Linked DNA regions of Sus scrofa: region 2 is linked to region 1. A link is a contact called in public Hi-C data. All regions are on one chromosome and are shown on one strand. The core of a region is the stretch at or near the end of the contact, and the rest is flanking DNA. Distances in the headings are between cores, read along the strand shown. Region 1 has its middle 32 kb from the start of SSR1. Region 2 overlaps CAGE1 (cancer-associated gene 1 protein).

What was found. Hi-C and Micro-C count contacts between places; a contact is called where the count stands out from the background.
Region 2: a contact with region 1 is called in a Hi-C map of fetal liver, with 2.0 times the contacts expected there. The contact joins two enhancer-like sites. A contact is called at or near these places in 1 of 5 promoter capture datasets (liver), 7 of 47 Hi-C or Micro-C datasets (blood, fetal liver, liver and 1 more) and 1 of 2 datasets of contacts at active chromatin or transcription factors (alveolar macrophages).

What each region holds. Positions count from the first base shown.
Region 1 is chr7:4,651,271-4,656,306 of Sscrofa11.1, reverse strand. No RefSeq gene overlaps it. Among named protein-coding and RNA genes, the nearest start is that of SSR1, 32 kb to the left of the region's middle. Within about 2 kb of position 1,481, at least 3 of the 83 cell types and tissues checked have an H3K27ac peak or open chromatin away from gene starts, as enhancers often do. A contact at or near this core is called in fetal liver, where this site is marked.
Region 2 is chr7:4,701,543-4,706,723 of Sscrofa11.1, reverse strand. It overlaps CAGE1 (cancer-associated gene 1 protein), which reads left to right. Exons shown (of 13, transcript XM_021100145.1): 10 at 3,591-3,659. Among named protein-coding and RNA genes, the nearest start is that of SSR1, 18 kb to the right of the region's middle. Within about 2 kb of position 3,208, at least 4 of the 83 cell types and tissues checked have an H3K27ac peak or open chromatin away from gene starts, as enhancers often do. A contact at or near this core is called in fetal liver, where this site is marked.

The DNA of each region.
Region 1 (5,036 bases), core at 232-2,731:
CCCCCCCCACTGCCAAAGTCTGTCTAAAGGCGAGGCCCTTTCAGTTGTTTATCTTCGGTAAGTGACCGAACCTCATCTAACAATGAGCTGGAAAGACTCTGAAGCCCTTTCTACCCACTGGCCGGATGGCTGGGCTCGCCTTGGGACAGCCCGGCTAGTGGACACCTCCTGCTTGAACCCCAGTCTTGTGGTCTGTGGCCAGCGCTGCTCAGCAGACCATCCCAGAGAAAAGGCCGCCTTCCCTCCCGCCCAACAGGCCTCTGTGCACGCGAAGAGCTCTCGCTCCTTCCTTTGTCAAAAACCGTCCTGTGCCACGAGCCGCGGCGGAGGTCGCAGGCGCGGCTCGGATCCCGCGTGGCGGTGGCGGTGGCGGTGGCCGCGGCGACAGCTCCGCGTGGTCCCCTCGCCCGGGAGCCTCCATATGCTGTGGGTGCGGCCCTAGAGAAACCTCTTCTACCCGGGCTCAGAAAAAAGTAAAAGTACCACCCCCACCTACGTGGATACGTGGATTTTTTTTTGGATAAAATAGTCCCATAAATGGTCCCCCAAGGAAAGAGTGCTTTTATTCTGATGATGGGAGTTGCCTGCCCGCTTGAACCCGAGCATATTGTATTTCATAGCGAAGTGAAAGGGTCCAAAACGATCACTCGAGAGAAAGGATGAAAGCGGCTGCCGTGCGTCCCTCCCCCAGAGGCCGCGGCTTCGGCAGCTACTTGGGGCTCCGTCGGCGTCTGCCCACGGCCCGGCCGTGAGGTGGCGGCGGCCGCGGGGAGCATCCTGGGGGGCTGCCCGGAAGCGGCGTTGGAGGGAGCGCCGCCACCCTCCTGCAAAGCCGCCCCCGAGGGGGGCTGCCGCCCTCGCCCTTGCCGTGGCCGCCTGCCGCTTGGACCCCTGCGAGGCCAAGTCCAAGGGGGGCAGGGGCGGGGGGGGGGGGACCCTCTCGAGCGCTTCCCGCGAGCCAGGGCTCCTCGGAGCGCTTCCCTCGTGTCCCTTCTCAGTGCGCGGGGCACCGGCCCTGCCTGAGGGACCAGCTCACGTCACCGAGTTACAGCTGAGGAATTCGAGGCGCAGTGTCACCCAGCCAGTAAGAGACGGGGCGGTCACAGGCTCCGCCGTGGCACCCGGGCCACCCCAGGGGGCTCAGGCCCCCACAGCCAAACCCTGATGCCCCAGAGCCACCTCAACGTCCCTGAGCCGCTTCCCTTCAGGAGGTCCCGTCTCGGTGTCACCTCCCCAGGAAACTCCCTTCTGACGAGATCTCACCTCCTAACAGGTCCCCTAACAGTTCTAACCCAGCTCTCCCCTGTCCCTGCCTGTCACACGGCCCTGCCCCAGCCCCCATCCTGAGCCGACGGCTTCCCTGTGTCAGTGAGCAGGGGACAAATGTGGCGCCCACGCACGTGGTGGCCCCTGCCAGTCCAGTCCCTCCGCCCCAGCCATGAGCCGCCACCGTGACTCTCGGGCAATGGCCTGACCCTGTGGCCCTCCTCACAGCCTGCGGGGCAACGACCCAAACCTCTCCCGTTTGCTTCTGTGCGACCTTCAGACCCACCCTTGCTGCCCGCCCCCAGCTGCCCGTCCCTCGCCCTCCCCGCCCACCCCTGCGGGCCCAGCACCTGGTTAGGGGACGACCTCTAACTCTGACATAATTTTGAACTTAGAGAGAAACTGCAAAATACCGAGAGAAATTCCCTATGGCCTCCACCCTCCTCCGATCACTGACTGCTCACGTCTGGTCGCACGCAGACGTGCACTGACACACGCGTTCTCCCTGACCCGTCCGACATCACGCCCGGAGCGAGCGCACCTGCGCTCATCTCCCAGGGACACACCCATGCTCTCGGGTGACCAGATCCCGGGGACCAGGACATGCAACACAGATGCAGGGGTTTCCCACCCACGGGTCCCGTCAGCCTTCGCCAGCGTCCAGTGCCCCTCGGCCACCTGCCGGGTTCGTGAGCGAGTCCAGCTTCACGCATTGTACCCCCTCGTGTCCCCGATGCTTCCCTCAGTGTTTGGGGACACCGCGTGTTTCAGGGGCACAGGCCACTGGCTCTGCCCTGTCCCAGCGGAGCTCGTGAGCAGCACCCTTGTGATGCCACCCAGACGTGCCTTTTCCGTGGGATCAGCACCAAAGTCGGTCCGGAGGTTTGTCTGTCATTGTGACGCTGATAGTGACAGTGTTTCAGAGGCGGGGCCTTAGGTAGCTCTCCTGTCTCCTCTTCCAAGGAAGACTGCTGAGGCCCTCTACCCGCAGGCCCTGTCCCCATCATGCCCAGGGCGTTGCCCTGACAGAACCCAGGCCATCCTGCCCCACCCTCTGCCCCAGTCCAGGCCTGGCACTGAGTAGGTGCTTTATAAATATTTGTGGAGTGAATGAAAGAATGGCTGAGACTGCGGGAGCTGATTTAGTGACAAAACAAAACCCCCCAAATCTCTCCAGATGAGTCTTGGTGGTTTTTGCTTTCTGCATGGAGTGCGGCTGAGTTTTAAGATTGCTTTTTATGCCAGATTCTCACTGAAAGCATGAAAGTATGACTTAATCCCAATACATTTTTTCTTTTTGGGGGGATGATGTGGTCGGCCGAAGTTCCCGGGCCAGGGCTTGAACCTGCGCCACAGCAGTGACAAGGCGGAATCCTGAACCGCTAGGCCACCAGGAAACGGCTCCATTTGTTTCCTCGTGGGAGGACGGGTGGGAGCCAAGCGACTCTCTGGGTCCTTTGTCGGGAAAAACACCTGGACCCGGGCGGGCTGCCGCGCAGCCTCCCAGCCGCTGACCCTCTCCCTTTGCCGTTTCAGGCGCAGGAGGAAGGAGACGCACTGATGTCACCAGACCCCCTGCGGCCGCTGGACGGCGGCCCCCGGAGACCCGGCCCCCGCCTGCATCGTTTGCTCTCCGTGACGCCCCGGACGCCCCGACGCCCCGCCGGCCCTCAGCGGGCACCACGGAGAAGCCACCGCTGCGAGGCCCGAGTGGCCGCGGCTGCGCGCCGGGTCTGGGTGGCGCTGTCCTCCTCCGCCCGAGGGAGGACGGCCCGGGGTCCCCGCGGGCGAGGGCGCGTGAGCCGTGGGATCCACATGGCCCCCCATCACTTGGACGGTGACGGGGCGGGACGTGGTGGCTGCGACCCCCACCTGAGCAGCTTCCGGCGTCATCTCAGGGGAGGACCAGGGGCCCGGGCGGGTGGGCAGCCGAGCGGGGGGCGGCTGGCGGCGGCGGAGGGCTGCGCGCCGAGCGGAGTGAGGTTGCCTGTGAGCCGGCCCGGGGCCGGGCCTCCCCAGGGAGGCTGCTTCTGTGTGGGGCGCACGGGCTCCCAGAGCTCCCATCACGCTGACATGGATGCAGCTGAACGGCACTCAAATAAATGGCCCCGAATGGGCTGCCAGCATGTGGGCGTCTCCCGCTGAGAGCCAGGCGGGGGCACAGGGCCAGCCCGGCTCCAAAGCGGCCCGTAACTGTGATGCTGCAGCAGGAACAGGCCAGGGATGGGGGTGCTCCCGGCTGAGTCTGCAGGTGCAGAGCAGGAGGGAGAGGCGCGGGGACACGGGGCAGGGAAGGGGCAGCAGCTGAGGAGCAGAGGTGACAGCAGGAAGCGGTCCCGCTGGGAGAGGACACGGCACACACGCAGACACTCACGCATCTCAAATGTGGCCTGAGAAGCCCACACTAAGCACAGTCTCAGGGAGACCCCAGGAGTTTTTTTAGAGCCGCACCTGTGATATAAGGACCCAGGCTAGAGGTTGAATCGGAGCCACAGCCACGCAGGATCCGAGCTGAGACTGCGACCTAGACCACAGCTCACGGCAACGCCGGATCCTTAGCCCACTGAGCGAGGCCAGGGATGGAACCCACATCCTCATGGATACCAATTGGTTTATTATTGCTGAGCCACAACGGGAACTCTCAGGAATCCGCATTTTAAAGCAAACTTTCCCAGTGGATTCGGAGTTTGAGACTCGCTCAAGGTTGGGGGGAGGTGACAGGGCTGATTTTCAGGTGGGGGGCGGCAGGGTCAGTCCTCAGCTGAGTGACACCTCAGGGCACGGCATTTGCTCTGCTGACAAGCTCCGAGGGTAGGGGGTGATGCCGCTGTGGGGACACGGGTGACCCCGAGGAGGAGAGCAGCTGGGCTTTGGAAGATTCCCGCCAGGGAAGAGGAGCCCCGCTGGCCCTTCTGGGCTGAGGACCTGATGGTCACGATACCCAGGTTTGGGCAGGGGCGGCGTCCTCATGACGGGGCCACCCCAGGTCTCGGGCTCTGTGACAGGGGGGTGGTACTCCCTGATCCCAGCCCCACTGCCTGGGGGCCCGGACGTCCCGGGGCACAGGGCTCAGGGTGAGGCCGTCGCCCAGGCAGGCCCCCGCGATGCCTCGACTCCTGCACCTGGAAGATTCTGCGTCCGCAAGGTCACAGGTGCAACCCCGGCCGCCCCTGGGCAGGGCTGCCCGGAGCTGCTGTCAGTCCTCTGCACAGAGACGCCAAGTGACTTCCTCAAGGCCCCACAGCGGGTTAGGGCGTGAGGGCGAGGGGGGCTGAGCCCAGCCCTCCGCACGCCTCCTCTGGCGTGGCCATCTCCAGGGGCACGTGGGCTCTCAGCGCCAGGCCCCCGGGCGGAAAACCTCTTGGGGAAGAATCAGCGCCCGCGGGAGCTCGGCCACAGCGGTGCCTCGGGCTCCCGGCCAGGGACCGCTCGCCTTTCCAGAAACAACAAAGCAGAAAGCTTGCTTGTTTCTCTGAATCCTAAGAAGATCCGTTTAGTGAAACGTGAGAGAGAGACAGGGTGACACCCGGCCCGGCACTGCAGGGGCCCAGCGACAACCTGCGTATCTGAGGCCTCACGCGGCACAGCCTCGGGACCGGCGGGCGGCAAGAGGGCCATTTCCATGGTGATGCCAGGCGCACCCCAATGTGGGCAGACCCACCGCTGTGAGCTCCCGAGGCCCCACTCTTCCTCAAACCCTGTGACGACCTGCTGGTCGGTGGCATCGGACACACACAGAAAGTCAAACCAGGGTAGTGTATTCATTTGCT
Region 2 (5,181 bases), core at 1,959-4,458, 49 kb before region 1:
AGCAGGTTTTAAAAATAGAAATTGGAGTTCCTGTCGTGGCGCAGTGGTTAACGAATCCGACTAGGAACCATGAGGTTGTGGGTTCGATCCCTGGCCTTGCTGAGTGGGTCACGGATCTGGCGTTGCCGTGAGCTGTGGTGCAGGTTGCAGATGCGGCTGGGATCCCGTGTTGCTGTGGCTCTAGTGTAGGCCGGTGGCTACGGCTCCGACTGGACCCCTAGCTTGGGAATCTCCATATGCCGCAAGAGCGGCCCTAGAAAACGCAAAAAGACCCAAAAATAAATAAATAAATAAATAAAAATAGAAATTGCCACACTGATTCTAAAAGTCATGTGGAAATTCAGAGGGCTTAGAAGAGTCAAAAGAACTCTGAAAAAGGCAAAATTGGAAGCAAACCTGATTTTAAGCCTTAAAGCTACAATAAACAGAGTATGGCATTGGCATAAAAATAGAAAGATCAATGGAACAGATCCACACAATTATAGCGGACTGATTTTTTGACAAGTGCACCAAGTCAACAAAGTGGGGAAAGGGTAGTCTTTTCAACAAATAGTCCTGAAATCATTGAACATCCATTTGCAGACAAGCAATCAAACAGAAAGACCAGAAATGCCTTTGGGGGGGGGGTTTGTTTGGGGTCCTCTCCCCCTCCAGGTACCCTCGGCATGTGGAAGTTCCGGGGCCAGGGATCAAACTCACACCATAGCAGTGACCCAAGCCACTGCAGTGACAGCACTGGGTCCTTAATGAGCTGCACCACAGAGAACTCAAAACAAAAAAGAACACTTTGATTTATGCCTTGTACCACATACAAAATAACTCAAAATGGATAACAGGCCTAAATGTAAGAGCTAAAGTATAAAAATTCTAAAAGAAAATACAGGAAAAAGTTGTGTGACCTTGGGTTAGGCAGTGACTTAAATATGACACTAAAAGCATGATCCAGAAAAGAAAAATTGACAATTTGTACTTCATCAAAATTAAAAATCTTGAGTCTTCCGTAGACACCATTAAGAGAATGAAAAGACTAGTCTGAAAGAATGTATTTATGAGTCACATATCTGATAATGAACTTTTGTCCAGAGTATATATGACTCACAGAATTCAAAAACAAAGAGCAAAGATTTGACTAAAAAAAAAAAAAAAAAAAGGGCAAAGATTTGGACACTTCACCAAAAAGACACATGGATGACACGTAAGCACAGGAAAACGTATTCAATATTGAGGCAAATGAAAACCCCAGTGAGTACCCCTGCAAACCTATTAGCATTAGCCTGGCCCTATCAAGTGTGGGGAAGGATGCAGAGCAGCTGAAACCCTCACACCCTCCTGGCGGGAATGAAAAATGGCACAATCACTTGACAAACAGTTTGGTGGCTTCTTTAAAAGTTAAATGTACACAACGTGTAATTCAGCCAACCCACGCCTGTGTACTGATCCACGAGGAAAGAAAGCACGTGTTTATACAAAGTGGGTGTTCAGGCTGGCTTTATGTGTAATAGCTCCAAACTGGAAACAACTCCGCTGGTGAAGTGATGGACAGAAGATGGTATAGCCACATGGGGCAATACTGTACAGCAATAAAAATACTAGAATGGATGGGCAGCCAGGGCCTACTGTACAGCACAGGGCACCGTGTCCTATCTCTTGGGATAGAACATGACAGAGGATAATAGAAAAAATACATATGTATGACTGGGTCACTTTTCTGTACAGCAGAAATAGACACCGCATTGTAAATCAACTGTACTTTAAAAAAAAATTAAAATTTGAAGGCAAAAAACCCCACCAGACATATCCTAATAAGTGATCAGAACAAAAAAATAAATGAACTCTTGGTACCGACAACAGCATGGATGAATCTCAAAGTAATTAGGCTGATTGTAAGATTCCGTGACGCGCAATTCTGGGTACTGCCACCTGATCAACAGAGAAAGCACATGAGTGGTTGCTGGGGTCGTGGGCAAAGAGGGAAGGAGGGATGACCGAGGCCCTTTGGAAGCATTCTAGGGTGCGGGTACGCTCGTTTGATTCGTCGTGACAATGGCCGCCCTGGCATAACGTGTGCCAGAGCGTCAAATTGTAGACTTTAAATATGTACAGTGTACTGTATATAAATTACACCTTAATAAAGATGTTTTTGTTTTGTTTTGTTTTTTGTTTTTGTCCTTTTGCCATTTCTTGGGCCGCTCCCGAGGCATGTGGAGGTTCCCAGGCTAGGGGTCGAATCGGAGCTGTAGCTGCCAGCCTACTCCAGAGCCACAGCAACGCAGGATCCGAGCCGCATCTGCGACCTACACCACAGCTCACGGCAACACCGGATCGTTAACCCACTGAGCAAGGGCAGGGACCGAACCCGCAACCTCATGGTTCCTAGTCGGATTCGTTAACCACTGCGCCACAACGGGAACTCCGCCTTAATAAAGATGTTTTAAAGGCAAAAATAAAACCGGAGTGCCCACACAGACTCTGCAGGTCTAAGTCCCATGTCCTCTCCCCGGCCTGGAGCAGTGAGCACCTCCGCCCACGAGGGGGTGCTGCTCCGCTTGCCTGGCTCCCCGCCTGGGCTGTCGGGGTCTCCCAGGGAGGACACCGCCTCCTCCGCAGTGAAGCCGGCCGCCTCTCATCTAGGCTGAGCCCAGGGATGAGGTGTGTAAGTGTACTCACCGGTGCTTTGTCGCGCACTTGCAGAAACTTGTCATTTTCTCTTCTTGGGTATCTTCATCCTCCAATATTTAGGCCTTCCTTCTCAACCTCAGGAATACAGAAGGTTGATTCCATGCCATTTCGCTGAGCATAAGACGTGATAGACTCAAAGGGCCCTAATTAAGCAGTTGTCATCTCTTCCAGGGTTGGACAACTTCTCTTTAACCTTTGAAAACAAAGGCTGATCATCTCTGGACAGTAAGGCAGAGCTGTCAAAAATGACAGCCTACGAGTCATACCTGAGGCAGATCGGCTTTGTTAGGTCCACAGGATGTTTAAAAGGTTTTTGAATTATTGCCAGAAATTTAAAGGAATGATTTTTCTGTGAGAATTGAGATTTCCGTCTCCTCTTTGAAAATAAGATCTGCCATTCTTGCCACGGCATTCCCACATGGCAAAGTCTGGCAGGAGCTGAAGAGCAACTCCTTCCTTTAGGCAGCAGATGCTCTCTGGTTTCCCCAGGTCCCCAGATACTGGCTCAGTCCTGTCACGTGCTTGCCTGGCCCTCCCACAGACGTTTGAGGTTGTGACCCCTGCACTAGAATGTCCTATCCTCTGCGGGTCCGTTTGCCTTCTATCGAAGGCCAAGTAACGGCCCCCAAAGATGTCCAAAGCCAGCACCTGTGAAAGTTTCCTTTACATGACAACGAGAGACTCTGCAGGTGTGATTGGATTGAGGATCTTGAGACAGAGAAATTACCCTGAATTATTCCATGGGCCCCAAATGCTTCAGAATTCAGATTCCTGTGGAATGAGATGGGCAGATGATGTGCAGAAAGCTGGACCCCATCAGATTTGTCTGCTCAGATCTTCCAAGAAGCTACCAAGATGTTCGTGTAGAAAAGTCAATTTTAGCCACAAAATTCATTAGTTTCTTCTTTCAGTTTAGAAGAGAGAAATAAACATTTGGAAGATTTAATTAGAAGGCCCAGAGAGCGAGCCAGAAAACCAAGGTCAGTTCTTTCTTTTTCTAAAGAATAATGTCATTAACTTTAGAATATATGCATAATAATAAATGATACATTCTTTAAAGCTACTTTTTTTCTTATCTCAATTGTAAGATAAACCAGCTCAGTTATATGAAAGTGCCTGATATTTTGCCTGGTATAAAATAATTGCTTGATAAATGTTTTTGGTAGGACCTGAATTGCAAAGCCTGGTTCTCTGCCTTCATGGGACTTAGGATCATTTCTAAGAAAAATGCCATAAAGATTATGAGCTAAGATTTTTATCTACCATAAAACAGCTTGCCCTGCTGTAAATATATAGCAGACCAGATTTTATGACCAGATTTCCCTACACTAATGTGAAATCTTGTAATCTTTTGGTTTAGACTTTGGACTCTTGGTGTTTGATGCTCTAAGGTTTATATGCCCAGACCTTCTGGGGCTGATGAAGACCATAAGGGTGTTAATATGGGCCTCTTCCTGGCCCAGCTCCTAAGATGCTAATTAAACATTTACCAGTTCCCCAAACGAGGGTGAGTTTGCCTGATGTGCCGAAGTTCTGAGGGAAATTTCAAAGAACACGTTCCATGGCTCATAGCCCTTGACCCTTGACCACATCCAGTATATAAAATGTTTGGAGTGGGGGGAGATTGCAGAAGAGACTTCTTTGACCCTGTCATGTGGCGAGCTCCCATCACCTCCAAGTAATCCTACATCTTTGACCTAAAGCCTTAGGAGGGGGTCTGTGGGAGGTCAAGTAAAGAGTTTTAAAATGTGTTTCTTTTTCTTTCTTTCTTTCTTTCTTTTTTGCTTTTTTTAGGGCCATACCCTGTGGTATGTGGAGGTTCCCAGACTAGGGGTTGAATCGGAGCTATAGCTGCCAGCCTACACCACAGCCAAATCCAAGCTGTGTCTGCGACCTACACCACAGCACACGGCAATGTCAGATCCTTAACCCACTGAGCGAGGCCAGGGATCAAACCTGAAACCTTATGGTTCCTAGTTGGATTCGTTTCCACTGCGCCACAAAGGAAATTCCCTGTTTTCCAACTTTTAAGAAACACATTTTAGAAGTTCCCGCCGTGCCACATCGGAAGTGAATCTGACTAGGAACCATGAGGTTGCAGGTTCCATCCCTGGCCTCGCTCAGTGGGTTAAGGATCTGGCGTTGCCATGCGCTATGGTGTAGATCGCAGATGTGGCTCGGATCCTGTGTTGCTGTGGCTGTGGCTTAGGCCAGTGGCTACAGCTCTGATTAGACCCCTAGACTCAGAACCTCCATGTGCCTTGGGTGCAGCCCTAAAAAAAAAAAAAAAAAAAAGAAAAGAGAAGCAAAAAAAAGTTGGGAAACAGAAACGGTAACTGAGAAAACTAAAGCAAGCTATGACAGAGGGCTGAGTTGGGGGTGGGGGAGGCAGCTGCTCTCCCTGAGCTTGTCATCCCGACAAAGAATGTATGTGACAGTTTCTTAAGAACCATGCAGGTGAGGTTTGAGTTATCTTGGACTCTGCTCAAGGCAGCCTGGAGG